Linked DNA regions of Sus scrofa: all the other regions are linked to region 2. Evidence: chromatin contacts called from public Hi-C and HiChIP or PLAC-seq data. All regions are on one chromosome and are shown on one strand. The core of a region is the stretch at or near the end of the contact, and the rest is flanking DNA. Distances in the headings are between cores, read along the strand shown. Region 1 holds the start of LOC110261070. Region 2 holds the start of ZNF667 (zinc finger protein 667). Region 3 holds the start of ZNF582 (zinc finger protein 582).

The links. Hi-C and Micro-C count contacts between places; a contact is called where the count stands out from the background. HiChIP or PLAC-seq counts read pairs in DNA pulled down with a chosen protein or histone mark.
Region 1: a contact with region 2 is called in a Hi-C map of embryonic fibroblasts, with 1.8 times the contacts expected there. The contact joins the promoter of LOC110261070 here to the promoter of ZNF667 in region 2. A contact is called at or near these places in 4 of 47 Hi-C or Micro-C datasets (alveolar macrophages, embryonic fibroblasts, epiblast stem cells and 1 more) and 2 of 2 datasets of contacts at active chromatin or transcription factors (alveolar macrophages and skeletal muscle).
Region 3: a contact with region 2 is called in an H3K27ac HiChIP or PLAC-seq map of alveolar macrophages. The contact joins the promoter of ZNF582 here to the promoter of ZNF667 in region 2. A contact is called at or near these places in 5 of 47 Hi-C or Micro-C datasets (embryonic fibroblasts, heart right ventricle, liver and 1 more) and 2 of 2 datasets of contacts at active chromatin or transcription factors (alveolar macrophages and skeletal muscle).

Annotation. Positions count from the first base shown.
Region 1 is chr6:60,757,627-60,762,377 of Sscrofa11.1, reverse strand. It overlaps LOC110261070, which reads left to right and starts at 3,083. Exons shown (of 4, transcript XM_021095123.1): 1 at 3,083-3,423; 2 at 4,484-4,565. The coding sequence starts at 3,189. It overlaps LOC100623035 (zinc finger protein OZF), which reads right to left and starts at 2,965. Exons shown (of 4, transcript XM_013998844.2): 1 at 2,772-2,965.
Region 2 is chr6:60,636,633-60,641,425 of Sscrofa11.1, reverse strand. It overlaps ZNF667 (zinc finger protein 667), which reads right to left and starts at 2,678. Exons shown (of 9, transcript XR_002344829.1): 1 at 2,421-2,678.
Region 3 is chr6:60,718,821-60,723,192 of Sscrofa11.1, reverse strand. It overlaps ZNF582 (zinc finger protein 582), which reads right to left and starts at 2,148. Exons shown (of 5, transcript XM_021095108.1): 1 at 1,626-2,148. It overlaps ZNF583 (zinc finger protein 583), which reads left to right and starts at 1,898. Exons shown (of 4, transcript XM_021095099.1): 1 at 1,898-1,993.

The DNA of each region.
Region 1 (4,751 bases), core at 1,834-4,333, 120 kb before region 2:
GAATCCTGGAACAAAAAAAGTACAGGAGGGGAGTTCCCGTCGTGGCGCAGTGGTTAACGAATCCAACTAGGAACCATGAGGTTGCAGGTTCGATCCCTGCCCTTGCTCAGTGGGTTAACGATCCGGTGTTGCCGTGGGCTGTGGTGTAGGTCGCAGAAGCGGCTTGGATCCCAAGTTGCTGTGGCTCTGGTGTAGGCTGACAGCTACAGCTCCCATTAGACCCCTAGCCTGGGAACCTCCCATATGCCGCGGGAGCGGCCCAAGAAATGGCAAAAAGACAAAAAAAAAAAAAAAAAAAAAAAAAAGTACAGGGGTTGAAGAGTTCGTTAAATTAGAAAAAAGCCAATAGGTGAGTAAGTGATATCTTATTTTTTTTCTTTTTAGGGCCATACTCGCAGCATATGGAAGTTCCCAGGCTAGGGGTCAAATAGGAACTGCATCTGCCGGCCTATGACACAGCCACAACAATGCCAGATCCAAGCTGCATCTGCAACCCAAGCTGCAGCTGGTGGCAATGTCAGATCCTTAAACCACTGAGCGCGGCCAGGGATCAAACCCAAATCCTCACGGATTTTAGTCAGGTTCTTAACCCACTGAGCCACAATGGGAATTCAATCTTTCACCATTTTTTATTTTCATTTATTTATTTATTTTTATTATTATTATTATTTTTACTTTTTAGGGCTGCACTTGTGGCATATGTAGGTTCCCAGGCTAGGGGTCGAATCGGAACTGTAGCTGCTGGCCTTTGCCACAGTCACAGCAATGCCAGGTCTGAGCCGCATCTGCGACCTACACCTCAGCTCACAGCAATGCCGGATCCTTAATCCACTGAGTGAGGCCAGGGACTGAACATGTGTCTTCATGGATGCTAGTCAGATTCATTTCTGCTGAGCCATGACAGGAACTCCTCACCATTTTTTAAAAGCCTGAAGATACGGCAAAAAATAAAGTCGCAATCATCATCACCATCCATGTAACCCACTGATTACCCTACTGGGAAGCGGCGTATTCAGTTTTGCTATTGCCATTTGTTAAAAGTACTTTAGTCTGAATCTGCTACTCTCTTATTTCTACTTGGTTCTATTTCTAGAGCTCATAGGAAAAAAAGCTGCAATTAAATTCCTTTTACCCAGAGACACACTTTCACACTATTCTGCAATTATCTCTTCTCCAGGCAAACATACACAGGTTTTCCGATCTCTTCTCATGAGACGTAGTTTCCAGATACTCCACCATCCTGGGTTCCCCTCAAGGTATGTCCTTTGGTTCATCAAAATCCTTCATAAAACACTGCTGTCAATTTGATTTGCTAAACAAAATTTTCTGAAGGTATAATGAATGGTCAAGAGGAAGAACACTGGACACTTGAGGGGTGAATGGAAATGGGCCTATGTAACCAGAGTCCCCCCAGGAAAGCAAGAACTGCTGGAGAGTTTCTGGGTTGGGAAAAAGAATCCTCAGGTGGATCAAGGAATATATTGAGGAGAGAGAAGGCCTGCATGGTAGGCACTTTTCTCAAGGTCACTGGTTCTCTGCAGTACATTTGAACCAAGGTTATTACCCAACTCAACTGTAGTCCAATTGCCCAATGCAGAGCAAAACCAATCTATTGATACAGAGTTGTGGTGAAGGAAAGAAAGTACATTATTTATTTCAGGGCACCAAGCAAGAAGAATGGGAAGCTAATGCTCAAAAGACCCAAGCTCCCCAGTGACTTTCTGGCAGGAGTGTAAAGGCAACATTAGGGTAAAGGTGGGGGTGAACGATTTCAGCTTGTGGACATTCTTCTGATTGGCCGGTGGTGAGGTACCAGGTGTTATGTGGGGCGTCAACATCAACTTTCTGGTTCTTCTTGTCAGCATGTAGTCACCATCCTTTGCCAAGGTGGGGGTCTTAGTTTCTGCAGAACAACTCAAAGGTATGGGTCAGGTTTTTATGCGTGTCTCTTTTTTTTTTTTTTTTTTTTGTCTTTTTGCCTTTTCTAGGGCCGCTCCCGCGGCATATGGAGGTTCCCAGGCTAGGGGGTCCAATTGGAGCTGTAGCCACCAGCCTACACCAGAGCCATAGCAACTTGGGATCCAAGCCGCGTCTGCGACCTACACCACAGCTCACGGCAACGCTGGATCCTTAACCCACTGAGCAAGGCCAGGGATCGAACCACAACCTCATGGTTCCTGGTCGGATTCGTTAACCACTGAGCCACGATGGGAACTCCTATGCGTGTCTTTTGAGGAGGAACTAAGACTCACGGATTTTATCAGTGAACTACTGTCTAAACTATTACTCCTCTTCTTGCTTGACTGCTTGTCATTTGTTTCTGCATGCCCTCACTTCTGTAATTAGTAACTACTTGTACCTGCTCCTTCGGACTCTGGGAAGGCCTAAGAGACTAGAGCCTTTTTTTTCTACAAACAATAAACTGGGAACACAGCGTGAAGGCCCCGCAGGCAGGGTCAACGTGGGCCAAGGTCTCAGCACCAGGCAAACGAACCTGTTCTAGTAATACCATTTTATATATGAACGAAGTGAAGTTCCGAAAAATTAAATGATTAGCAAAAAGTCACACAGCCTTTTCAGGGCTCAGAAGAGTTGTCAGGCAACACCCAGAGATGCGAAGCAAATCCCATAGCCATACGGACAAACGACTATTCAGAACAGGCCGCCAGACACACGGATTCTGGCAGCCCGGGCACACAGGTCTCCAGCGACCACTCCCAGCTGGCACTCTCGGAAGGCCCCCTCCCCCTCCACCGACCGGGAAGTCTTACCAGGTAACCCCAAACGCTTCCGTCTCTCCAGAAATCGGCGGCGACGTACTCTATGCGCCTGCGCAGCCCGCCCTCTTCGGCTCCAGTGGACGCGAAGCCACGCCCCCCAGGGACGGAGTGCGCATGCGTGTCTGTCACTCGCGACGCCTTCCGCCCCCCAGAGACGTATCGCGCTGAGGCCGCGCCTCCACGGACACCAGTACGCAAGCGCGTCCTATTCTCCAAGACCCTCCCCTCCGGAGACCCAAGGCGGGGGAGAGGAGGCCACGCCCTTCCGAATAAAGGCTCCCAGGCTCTGGGACAAACCCAGACACGCCCAGTCCTGGACCCGCCCTTCGCTCCCGAAGTCTCAGCCCCTGGGCGAGGCCGGGATCCCACAGCTTTCTGGTCTCCGGGACAACAGTGGTGACGCTGCACATGCGCGCACGGAGGCTTCGCCACTCCCAAGAACCCCCGCGGCGTTGCGCGACGGGCGTGTCCAATCCGGCGGCACCAGCGGACCGTGGGGCGCGCCCCGGGCGCTCCCCCAGTTCTGGGGCCGGTTTCCCCGCGGCGGGGCGGCCTGAGGTTCGGCTCGCGTGGGGGCGGGGCGGCCACGGCTCGAAACCGCTCCTGCGAGGGGCGGCTCGGGAGCTCGGCCCGGCGTCCACAGGTCTGTGGGTTGGGAGGCCGCCCGAGTGGGCGAATGCGAAGTAGCCCAGGCGTGTTGAGTGTGTTGGTGTTTATGACGGAGGCTCTGTGTGTGCGACTGTGTGCGTGCGCGTGCACGGCAGCTATTATTAAACTCACCGTTATTTGTGCGTGTATTAATTTCGCCCTGAATAGGCAGCGGAGGCACTGAAACAGCCCCGTTACGTACTTGGGAACCGTTACTCAACACTGAACAGTTATGTTTTGATAGCTCTTTCTTGGAGTTTGTTCCCAGGCACGGTCGACAATAGATGGCAAGGGGGTTGAGATCCTGGTCTCCTTCAACTTGCTTCCTCCTCAGCTCCCTATTCCCGGTGTTGTGAGAGAGGGAAAGGCCATGTCCCAGGACGTGCAGTCCTTAGGTCTGAGGGCCAAGTGAGGGTCCTTGGCTCTGCGTGGGAAAGAATTCAAGAGGAAGCCATAGGAAAGCAAAAGTGAGTTTATTTAGAGAAAAACACACTCCAGGCAGAATTGACCTTCTCAGAAAGTGAGAGCCCTCCCCGGATATGGGTTTGTTTTTCATGGGCTGAGTAATTATTTCATAGGCTGAGGAGAGGGAGGAGTATTCTAGTGATTTCCAAAAAGTTGGGGATAGAGTTCCCATCGTGGCTCAGCGGAAACGAATCTCACTAGCATCCATGAGGACGCAGGTTTGATCCCTGGCCTCACTCAGTGGGTTAAGGATCCAGCCTTGCCGTGAGCTGTGGTGTAGGTTGCAGTAGCTACAGCTCAGATTCAATCCCTAGCCTGGGAACCTCCATATGCCCTGGGTGCGCCCCTAAAAAGACCGGAAAAAAAGGGGGGATATCCTAGGAAATGAGCCACTGCCCACTTTTTGGCCTTTTATGCTCTCTGCTGTAGAACTGTCAGGGTCTAAAGGGGAATGAATTTTTGTGTTATAATGAAGGTATATTGAGCTAACAATGACCAGACTATTCTTGATTTCACCCGGTTCCAGCTGTTTTTTTTTTTTTTTTTTTTTATCAAATCCTAACAGCTGCTCCCCTTCTTTATTTATCTAGATTGTGTCCTGCTGCTTTCCCTCCTGTCGCACCAGGACTCTGTGCTTCCTCTGAGAGGGCTCTGCCAAAGTGGGCCTAACAGGTGAGTTTGTTTTACCTCTGTTAACTGCACATCATATTCCTTAAGTCCTGGAAACATGTAGTCTCTTCTGGTAGAAAACAAAATTCAACGACTAAGTTTTAACTGATGTTATGCAACAGTTTGTGAATTGGGCTGCATCTCATCTGACAGCTGGAGGGGCACTCCGGGGAGCGGTTTATTGGAAGG
Region 2 (4,793 bases), core at 1,429-3,928:
CTGGGGACTGAGACCAGGCTTTTTTTTTTTTTTTTTAATCTTTTCAGAGTTCTAAACTATGTGAGACCATAGTTTAGAACTACTGCCCTAGTCTCTGAGCATCAGCGGTGGATTGGAGATCTGACCTCTCCCTGTTGAAGCCCATACCTCACCGTTGGGGAGGAGAAAAATCTTTGATAAGCTCAAAGCCAAACTCTCATTAGATTCCCTGACCAAAGGATTCCAAGGAGTCATTGAAGGTGGACATTCCTGGCTTGGGAGCTGACTGACTTGCCCATGGCTGGAGGAAAGCTGGTTTAGACAGACACAAAGATGTCACCAGACCCCTGTGTTATCATGAAATACCCCTTCTCTGTCCCTGACACTTCCCAGCTTGGGTCTTGAACCCATGGGTGCCCTTGTGATATCGCCATCCAGGAAAACCCTCTGTCCCTGACTTCCTAGGACGTTGACTAGAAAATTCCAAACCTAAGACTGACTCAGACTTTAGGGTTATTTCATCTCTTGACTGAAACCTTTTCTTTAGGGCTCCACTTTTTACTTTTATTCCTGTGGATTTTATTCTCTGGTGTGGAATCCTTGCAGTTATTTTGTTAATAATAAAGCAATTATCATTTATATACTGCTTGTATCTGGCGCTCTTCCTCTCAACACTCCCCACAAGCCTAAGACTGGTACTATTATTATCCTCATTTTGCAGGTGAAAAGAGGGGCAGCAATTTAAGTGACCTCTCCCAACGTCACTAGTAAGTGATGGAACCAGAAGTCCCAGAATCCCACAGGTTGCACAAATTAGGAAGCGGACACACACCCATATGCAGCCAAAGACTTAAGAGACCAGGGCCGACTCCGCCCTCCCTTCAAATGCACGCAGAAATAGCCAACTAGGAGCAGCTGGGCTGCCAGGGGCATCGCTCATCAGCTAGATGAGATCAGATCCTCAGTCTCTGGAGGCGGACCCCCCAATCGCAAAAGCTCAGAGATGCACATTCCCCCAGCATTCACCCCGGCGCTCCCACCCCCGCACCAGAACAAGGAAACACGACCACCAGCACGACGAACACACAGCACCTAGACGAGGCCTGGAGAGTGTCAAGCTCTGCCCTGGGTGCTTAACCCACGTTACGCAATTTAATCTTTCCAACATCGAGGCTGGTGCTGTTCTCATCCTATTTTACCGAGAGAGAGAGCCTCTCAGGATCGCAAGCATAATCCCTTTCCTGGAGCTGGTACACCTGTAGAGCCGCTCAGAATCCTCTCCAAGGGGACCTCCCCCCCGCCTTCCACGGTTAGGAGGAGAGACCTCGGGACAGCACAGTCACACGCTGCCACACACTCACAACCGCCCACTCGCAGTCGTACAGCACCTGGTCAAATTACGCAGCCACTGCAGCTGCGAGGCAAGACCACCTACGTCACTCTCTCCCCCTCACACACACACGCACGAACGCGCCCCAATAACACAAATTCAGAGCCACACTCACGCACCCACTCCCAGCCCCCAGCGCTTCTTCCCCCGCCCCACAGGCGCAGTCCCTTGTTCCTCACGCACCACAGACCTCGCGGTGGAAAGGTACGCGGTCCCGAGGCCCGCTCCCGTCACCACACGGGCCGGCTCCGTCACACACACACACACACAAAACGCGGAGACGCCGCCGCACGGTGCAGTCAGTCACTCACCTCACACCCTCAACACACAACCAGACGCAGCCCCACAGGCGGTCACGGGCGGAAAACGCCAGGCAGCTGCGGGCGCGGAGTCTCACCACCTCACACCCACACCCCACACCCACACTCACCCTTTCCCCGTCCTCCCGCGTCGTGTCCTCGCGGCACCCACCCGCTCAGCTCCGCGCGTCCCCCGCGCCTGCGCACTCGCCTCCGCGAGCCGGGAGTCGCGCTGGCTGGCCCCGCCCCCTCGCGCGCGGGACACGTCGGCGGGCCAAGGCCCCGCCCCTAAGGCGTCCCCGAGAGGGCGAGGCCCCGCCTCTAAACAAAGCCACGCGGCGCGCAGGCGCTCGCTCGCTTCTCCGGGGACCTTTCCACGGTCACGGGCCTGAGGCCCCACCCCTCTACACGCAACGGTGTACGCAGGCACGCTCATCCAGTCAGAGCCGCTCTTGGGGCGCCGCCGCACGCGCGCCGGCCCGAAGCCCCTTCCCTGCACCAAGTCACGCAGCTCTCCGGCCCTGCTATTCTGCTTGGGGCTGTCTGGGGGCCCCACCTGTAACTGTGCTTGTGAAATCACGTAGAAGTATGAAGCTGCTGGGGCCCTTCCTTGATCCCTTCAGCTAAACCCAGCTCCCCCAGCTCGCCGCCCTCGGCATTCAACACCTACACGTCTCCGTCCGGGAGCGTTTCTCCCCAAAACCCCTCCCCTTTTGTGCCCGGAGCTCAGAGGGATCTGGAGCAGGGCTCACCCGCGGGTGGTAATGCGCGCGCTCGTGCGTGTGCACTGCGAGTTCAGGCTGCAATTCCCAGAAGCCTCCGGGACGTGGCGCGGTTCTGGACCGCCGCGCCTGGATCGTGAAGTTGAGGCGTCCTGGCCCGCGCTGGCTCTGATTTGTCCCGTCTGGAGGAGAACTGACCGCGGAAAAAGGCAGAGGGATGTTCCCCTAGGCTAGGAGTGAGATTTCGCTTGCGCGTTCACTGAACGAACAGCCCCAGAATCCTTTGCGCGGCGCCTTTCTGGGCCCCAGACTACATCCCCCAGGAGCCTCTGCGGCTCGTTTCCGCCCCGGGCGAGGACGCGGGCGCCCTCCTGTGGCCGCTTAGGTGACCGCGAGTCTGTGGGAGGAGCCCGGAGGTGAGAGGCAGCCTCTATCCCCTGGGCTTTCGGGTTCTGGGTTGTGATTTTGCGTTTGTGTTTGTGAGGCTCAGGTTTTGTTATTGTGTATGTGTGTGAGCATGAATCATTGTTCGAGAACGTGTGTGTGTTGGAAACCAAAGACAGTGAATGTGGGTAGAAGTTACTGTTTCTGGAATTGTATGTTCGTATTTGTATGTGTGTGACCCGGTTTTTGTGGTTGTGTACCCTTGTATTTTGCGTGTGTGTGAGAAACCTAGCTTTTGTGGTTGGTACGTATGTGTGGAAACTTACTTTGAATGCGTGTGCTCACGCACCTTGATGTACTTTGCGCGGTGGCAGAGCTGAGCACTTGCAACAGAATTGGCTCACGGAGCTTAAAATACTGACTATAGATTCCACTTGCGTGTGTGTGTGTGTGTGTGTGTGTTGGAGACCAAAGATAATGAAGGCGTGTAGAGTAGCTACCGTTAGTGTAAATGTGTACTTGTATGTGTGTGGCTCAGTTTTTGCGGCTGTGCTTGCATTTGGAAAACCATCTGTGTGTGTGTATGTGAGTGCATGTGGAGAGACCCAGTTTTTGCGTTTTTATAGGTGCGTGTGAGTATATGTAATTCTTATTACACTTCCAGTGTGATGCTGCTATTTCAGTCCCCCCTCCCCACCATCAAGAAGTTTTCTGGTAGCAGCTGGGTGTCCTACAATTCAACAGAATTCTAACACTAGCTGGCAAGAGCATCAGAACCCTTAGGTTAAGGCCTGGGTCCCCAAGACTGCCCCCAACCCCCACATCAGAGGCCAGTCCCAAGTCTAGATATCACCTGTGCTTCTGACTGACCCCTCTAGGCCCAAGGACTCTTCTCTGGGTTTCATTAATTTGCTAGAGTGGCTCACAGAACTCAGAGAAATGTTTTACTCACTAGATCACCACTGGCTTTTTATAAAAGGATGTAACTCAGGAACTGCCAGATGGAAGAAGAGGACAAGCCACTTGGGAAGAGACGTGGAGCGTCCATGCTTGCCACTCTTGCTTCACCAACCGGGAAGCTCTCCCAACTCCATCTTTGGAGTTTTTAATGGAGGCTTCATTACTTTGGTCTGATTGCTTAAACCGATGGCTTTTTAGTGATGGAACTCAGTTTCCAGCCCCTCTTCCCTCCCTGGAGCTCTGGGGATGGGACCGAGGCTTCAGTTTTCTAATCCTTTGGTTCGTTCCCTTGGCAACCAGTTCCGAGCCCATTCATCTCACTAACATAACAAAAGGCACTTTGGCAGGACTCCTCAGGAGGGAAATTCCAAGGGATTGTGGGGCTCTGTGCCTGGAAATGACAAAGCACACGTACATATTTCTTCTTACAAATCACAATATCGTATGTGGTGGGGGATGGGGGCGGGATCCAGGGCTGCCTGCTTTGCCCACTTCTTAGGTCCCATTTTTTTGGCATGAATTAAATTTTTTGTCTTTCTCCTGTTAATGTCTTGTGTCAGTTTTATTAGTCCAGCCACAAGAACTTAAGCAGGATAGGAAGGAATTTCCCTCTTCCCAACAGTTTCCAGAGTCATGGAGAACACAGTCAAATAAATGACCCTTATATAGATAAGCCAATAGAAATTCAGTACAATGTTCATAAAATACAACACATTGTGATGTAAGAATATTCTGAGGCATTCCCAACGTGGCTCAGTGGTAACGAACCCGAGCAGGGCCCATGAGGTCTTGGGTTTGATCCTTGGCCTCACTCAGTGCGTCATGGATCCCGTGTTGCTCTGGCTGTGGTGTAGGCTGGCAGCTACAACTCCAATGCAACCCCTAGCCTGGGAACTTAACATATGCCTCGGGTGCAGCCATAAAAAGACCAAAAAAAGAATATTCTGATCATTCATCCACTACATCACATAAGATGGGTTGAGAGAGTTTCGCGCAGTTTAGATAAGGTGTCCTACATGATTTAAACTAAAATCTATGAAGGGTACCGATTCATAGTTA
Region 3 (4,372 bases), core at 899-3,398, 82 kb before region 2:
TCAGCCCGGCCCGCAGTGAAACCTTCCCAGATATTTAACTCTCATGTCCTCAGTATAACACCTTTGAAAGTCTCCTTGGCTTTTAACCTAACTTCCAAATTCTCAAAGAACCCCACAGCCCAACTCAAGGCCTTGTGGACACGATTTTGTGGACCCTGCCTCGAGCCAACGAATGGCGGCAGTGGGCGAATTAGATGGAGTAGGCCCAGTGCTCCACTCTCGTCACATAAAGACGGCCCTGCACAAATGTGACAGCAAAGCTATGTGCATAATATTTGCTAAAAAACTGAACCAAAAAGTTAATACATTTCACAGGTAGGCAAGTGGTTGAATCATTTTTGACACAGCCATATGATGGATGCCAAGCAACTATCAAAAATGATGTGGTTGACAATATCAGCTGACAAAGATATTCACAATGGAGCCCTTTGTACAAGAAAACATGCAGCAAAAGAAGTGAAACCCAGAGTTCCCACTGTGGCACAGTGGGCTAAGAACCTGACTGCAGCACCCCCACCTCCCCATCCTGAAGTGTTGAAAGATCCTGTGGTTGCCATTGTGCAGGTCACACCCCTAGTTTGGATTCAGTCCCTAGCCCAGGAACTTCCATATGCCAAGAGTGCGGCCATAAAACAAAAGCAACAACAAAAAGACGTCAAACCCACCCATGCCCAGGCTAACTGCCCCTCCTCCCCAACGAAACCAAAACCAGAATGGAAAACATTGAGTATTAAGATGTATTGAGTATTAAGATGCGGAGGCTCATTTCATAAAAACTTAGAGTGCCTGGAGTGTTACAAATATTTAATTCTAAGTAGTGTGTAAATGAAATAATGATAAATGTTTCCTAATAGCACATAACAGGTCTTTTTCCTCGTGACCACTTTTTTTTTTAAGCATTATATGTATCAGCTGTAAATATTCTATTATAGGGCTGGCCTGTGATTTACCCAACCGTTTCCCCAAGGTTGAACAAATTTTGAACAAGATCCGGTAAAATGTTCAAACATGTCACAGCTTCTAAACTAGCCGTTCCGGAGTTCCCGTCATGGCTCGGTGATTAACCAACCCGACTAGTATCCTGAGGATGGGGGTTTGATCCCTGGCCTTGCTCATTGGGTTAAGGATTTGGCGTTGCCCTGAGCTGGGGCGTAGGTCGCAGTAGCGGCTGGGATCTGGCGTGGCTGTGGCTGTAGGCCGGCAGTTACAGATCGGATTAAACCCCTAGTCTGGGAACCTCACTATGCTGCGGAATAAACTAGTGGTTCCAAATCTTCTGGGGTCTTGCAACTCACTTCGTCAAAGATTTAAAAAAAAAAAAAACAACTACGTTAAGAATAAATGCAAAACATCCATAAGCAAGCATTTTCTGGAGTTCAGGACCCTCCAAGAGACACACCCACCTTAGGGATCCATGCACCCGGGCTATGAGCTCGACTGCAGGTAGGGGGCGCCAGCAGGGCGCGCTGCGGGGGCCGATGGGAAATGTAGTCCAGAGCGAGGAAAGCCGCTGACTTACGTGGGGGTAAGACGTTCCGGTTCTGCTTAAGCCCGAGACCTGCCTGGTCGTGGAGCTCGCTCCCGCGCGGATCCTACAACACCTGGCGAGCTCCGGAGCCCCTCACCTGCCGCCTCTTTGGATCCAGATGCCCCCGCTGCCGCGCCCACTCTAGCCTCGGGGCGCTTCCTCCTAGAAACCAGCGGAGTCGGGAGCCGGAAGATGGCGCAGACGCACAAAGCACCGCCGATGCTGCGTCCCGATTGGAACAGCGCCGCAGTTGCTTCTGGGAAACGTAGTCTCCAGGCCCAAAGGCAGTAACCAAACCGCAAGGCAAGATCTCGCGATGTTTCTGGTGGGCGGGTCCGTGCGTGTGTCTGTGTGTGAGAGAAAGAGACCGTCTGGGATGGGACGGGGTGCGCTGTGTCCACAGGCTGCTGCGTGAAGTTGTGTGTTGCGCTTGTTGTCCGCGCGTGGTCGTCTCTCCGACGGCAGGTGAGTGTGTGAGCGGCCGTGGTGGTGCGTGTTCTGACTCGGTGGTTGAGTGTGTGGCTGGGACCGTTCAGCGCCGGGCAGACGTCTGTGTGTGGCTGCAGAGGCGGTATATGTGCGAAGTTTCTTCTCACGTGTTGAGTCGTCCGGACCGTGCAGCAGGCATTTTACCAGATGTTCTGGAGGGAGGTAAAAGCCCTGGAGTTGGTTCCGTAACCAATTTTACAACATCTTGCACAAGAGTTCCCTCGCTGTGGCGAGGCGAGTTGAGTCCCACGGCGTGGCTGGGGTCGCCGTGGAGGCGCCGGGTCGATCCCTGCCCGGTGCAGTGGGTTAAGGAATTCTGCGCGGCGGCTCGGGCGGTATAGGTCTCGGCCGCGGTGGAGTTTCAGTCCCAGTCCCAGTCCCAGGAAACTCCACATGCCCCCAGAGCGGCCAAGAAGTCTATGATGGTAGCTGGGGTATTAGTCCATGAGTTGTCAGCTAGGAGAGAAAGCCTGGAAATATTAAACAGAGAAGCAGACTGTATGATAAGGGTAGCAAGTCATTGGGATAAAAATGGACTTTTTTGTGTGTATCTTTTTAGGGCCGCACCTGAAGCATATGGAAGTTCCCAGGCTAGGAGTCGAATAGGAGCTACAGCCTCTGGCCTGCGCCACAGCCACAGCAAGGCAGGCTCCAAGCCGCCTCTGCGACCTACACCACAGCTCATGGTAACACAGGAGCCCTAACCCACTGAGCAAGGCCAGGGATCGAACACGTGTCCTCATGGATACTGGTTGGGTTCCTTAACCGCTGAGCCACCACAGAAACTCCAGAAATGGACTTCTTAATGAGCAACCCTGAGGAATAACTGGATAACCATTGGGGAAAAAATTAAAGTGTATTCATGCTTCATATCATACAAAAGTATAATCACCAACTTTATCAGAGTTCTAAATTAAACCGTACAAATAGCAGACAAGTACAGAGGTGAATTCCATTATAACCTGAGTGTGTGGAAAGGCTTTCTAATTACGACTTAAAAATCCAAACTTAATACAAGAAAAGACTGCTACACTTGGGAACACAAAGCTAAAGCACTTTGTAAGGCAAAATACACCATAAGCAAAGGCAAAAGAAAAATGACAAAAGTTTTTACAACTTTATATATCTCAGATAAGGAGCCTATATTTCTATTGTATAAAGACAAAAAGCCAAAAAAAAAAAAATGCAAGCAATCCCTAAACTCAACTTTGTAGGTTCTTTTTCATAATAGCAGTGATTTGGAAACTATTTTGTATGCATCATAGGATTGAGAAAACAAATAAATATATTGATTTGTTGGAAGCCAGTGTTTTACTATGGGAAAAGAGTGAGTGGATGATGGAAGGTAGGGAAGAATCCTGTGGTATTAGATTCGTGTGAACTCATGGTTAAAAATGTGTGTGGAGTTCCTGCCGGGGCGCAGTAGGTTAAAAGGATCCAGGCGGGTTGCAGCTGTGGCTTGGATTCAGTCCCTGGCCCTGGAACTTCCATATGTTGTGGGTGTGGTCATAAAATTTTTTTTTTTTAAGTGTGTTTGTTTCCCTCACTAGATCAATGTTAACATCCATAGTGAGGGCACAGTGATTGCATGTACCCTTGATAAGATGTGGTGAAAATGACATTTTACCTCTGTGGTCTTCCTCTCCAGAACACATAATCCCAGTGTAATGGCAGAATATCAGACACGCTAATTCAGGGCCATTTGAAAAAATATCTGCCCTGAACTCCTTAAAACTGTTAAGGTCAATGAAAACAAGAAAAGTCAGAGAAATGGTCACAACTAAAAGGAACCTAAGGGGAGACAACTACTAAAAACAATGTATCCCGGATGAGATCCTGGAACAGAAAAAGTGTGGACTTTAGTTAATAGTAATGTATTCATGTTGGTTCATTAATTGTAAAAAATGTGTGCTAGTCGTGGAGGAAAGTGGGTGCAGGGAATATAGGAACCCTCTGTACTATCTTTGCAGTTTTTCTGTAACTCAAAAACTTGTAAAGTAAAAAAATTAGTCTTGTTATTTTTTAAAAAGTATCTGTGTTTTTATGTTTTCTACTCTATTTGTTGAATGGGCCCTGGGAGCAGTGATGCCCCAGTATCAATAAGCATACCTAAGTATCCAGACCTTGGTCTCTAAATACCATTTTCTAATAAAAGGAATCAAAGTTTCTTGGGGAAATGGCTGATTCTAGGACAGTGGCAGGGAAAGTACTAGATGAGTATGGAATATCTTCTTGTGCCAAAAAGTAGGGAAATGCTCAAAAAAATATGGAGGATTCCCTGCTTACACCTGTGCCGGTATAAGAGAACTAAACTTGCTATCCCACTCTATAAACGGAAAACTAGATAATACTTGT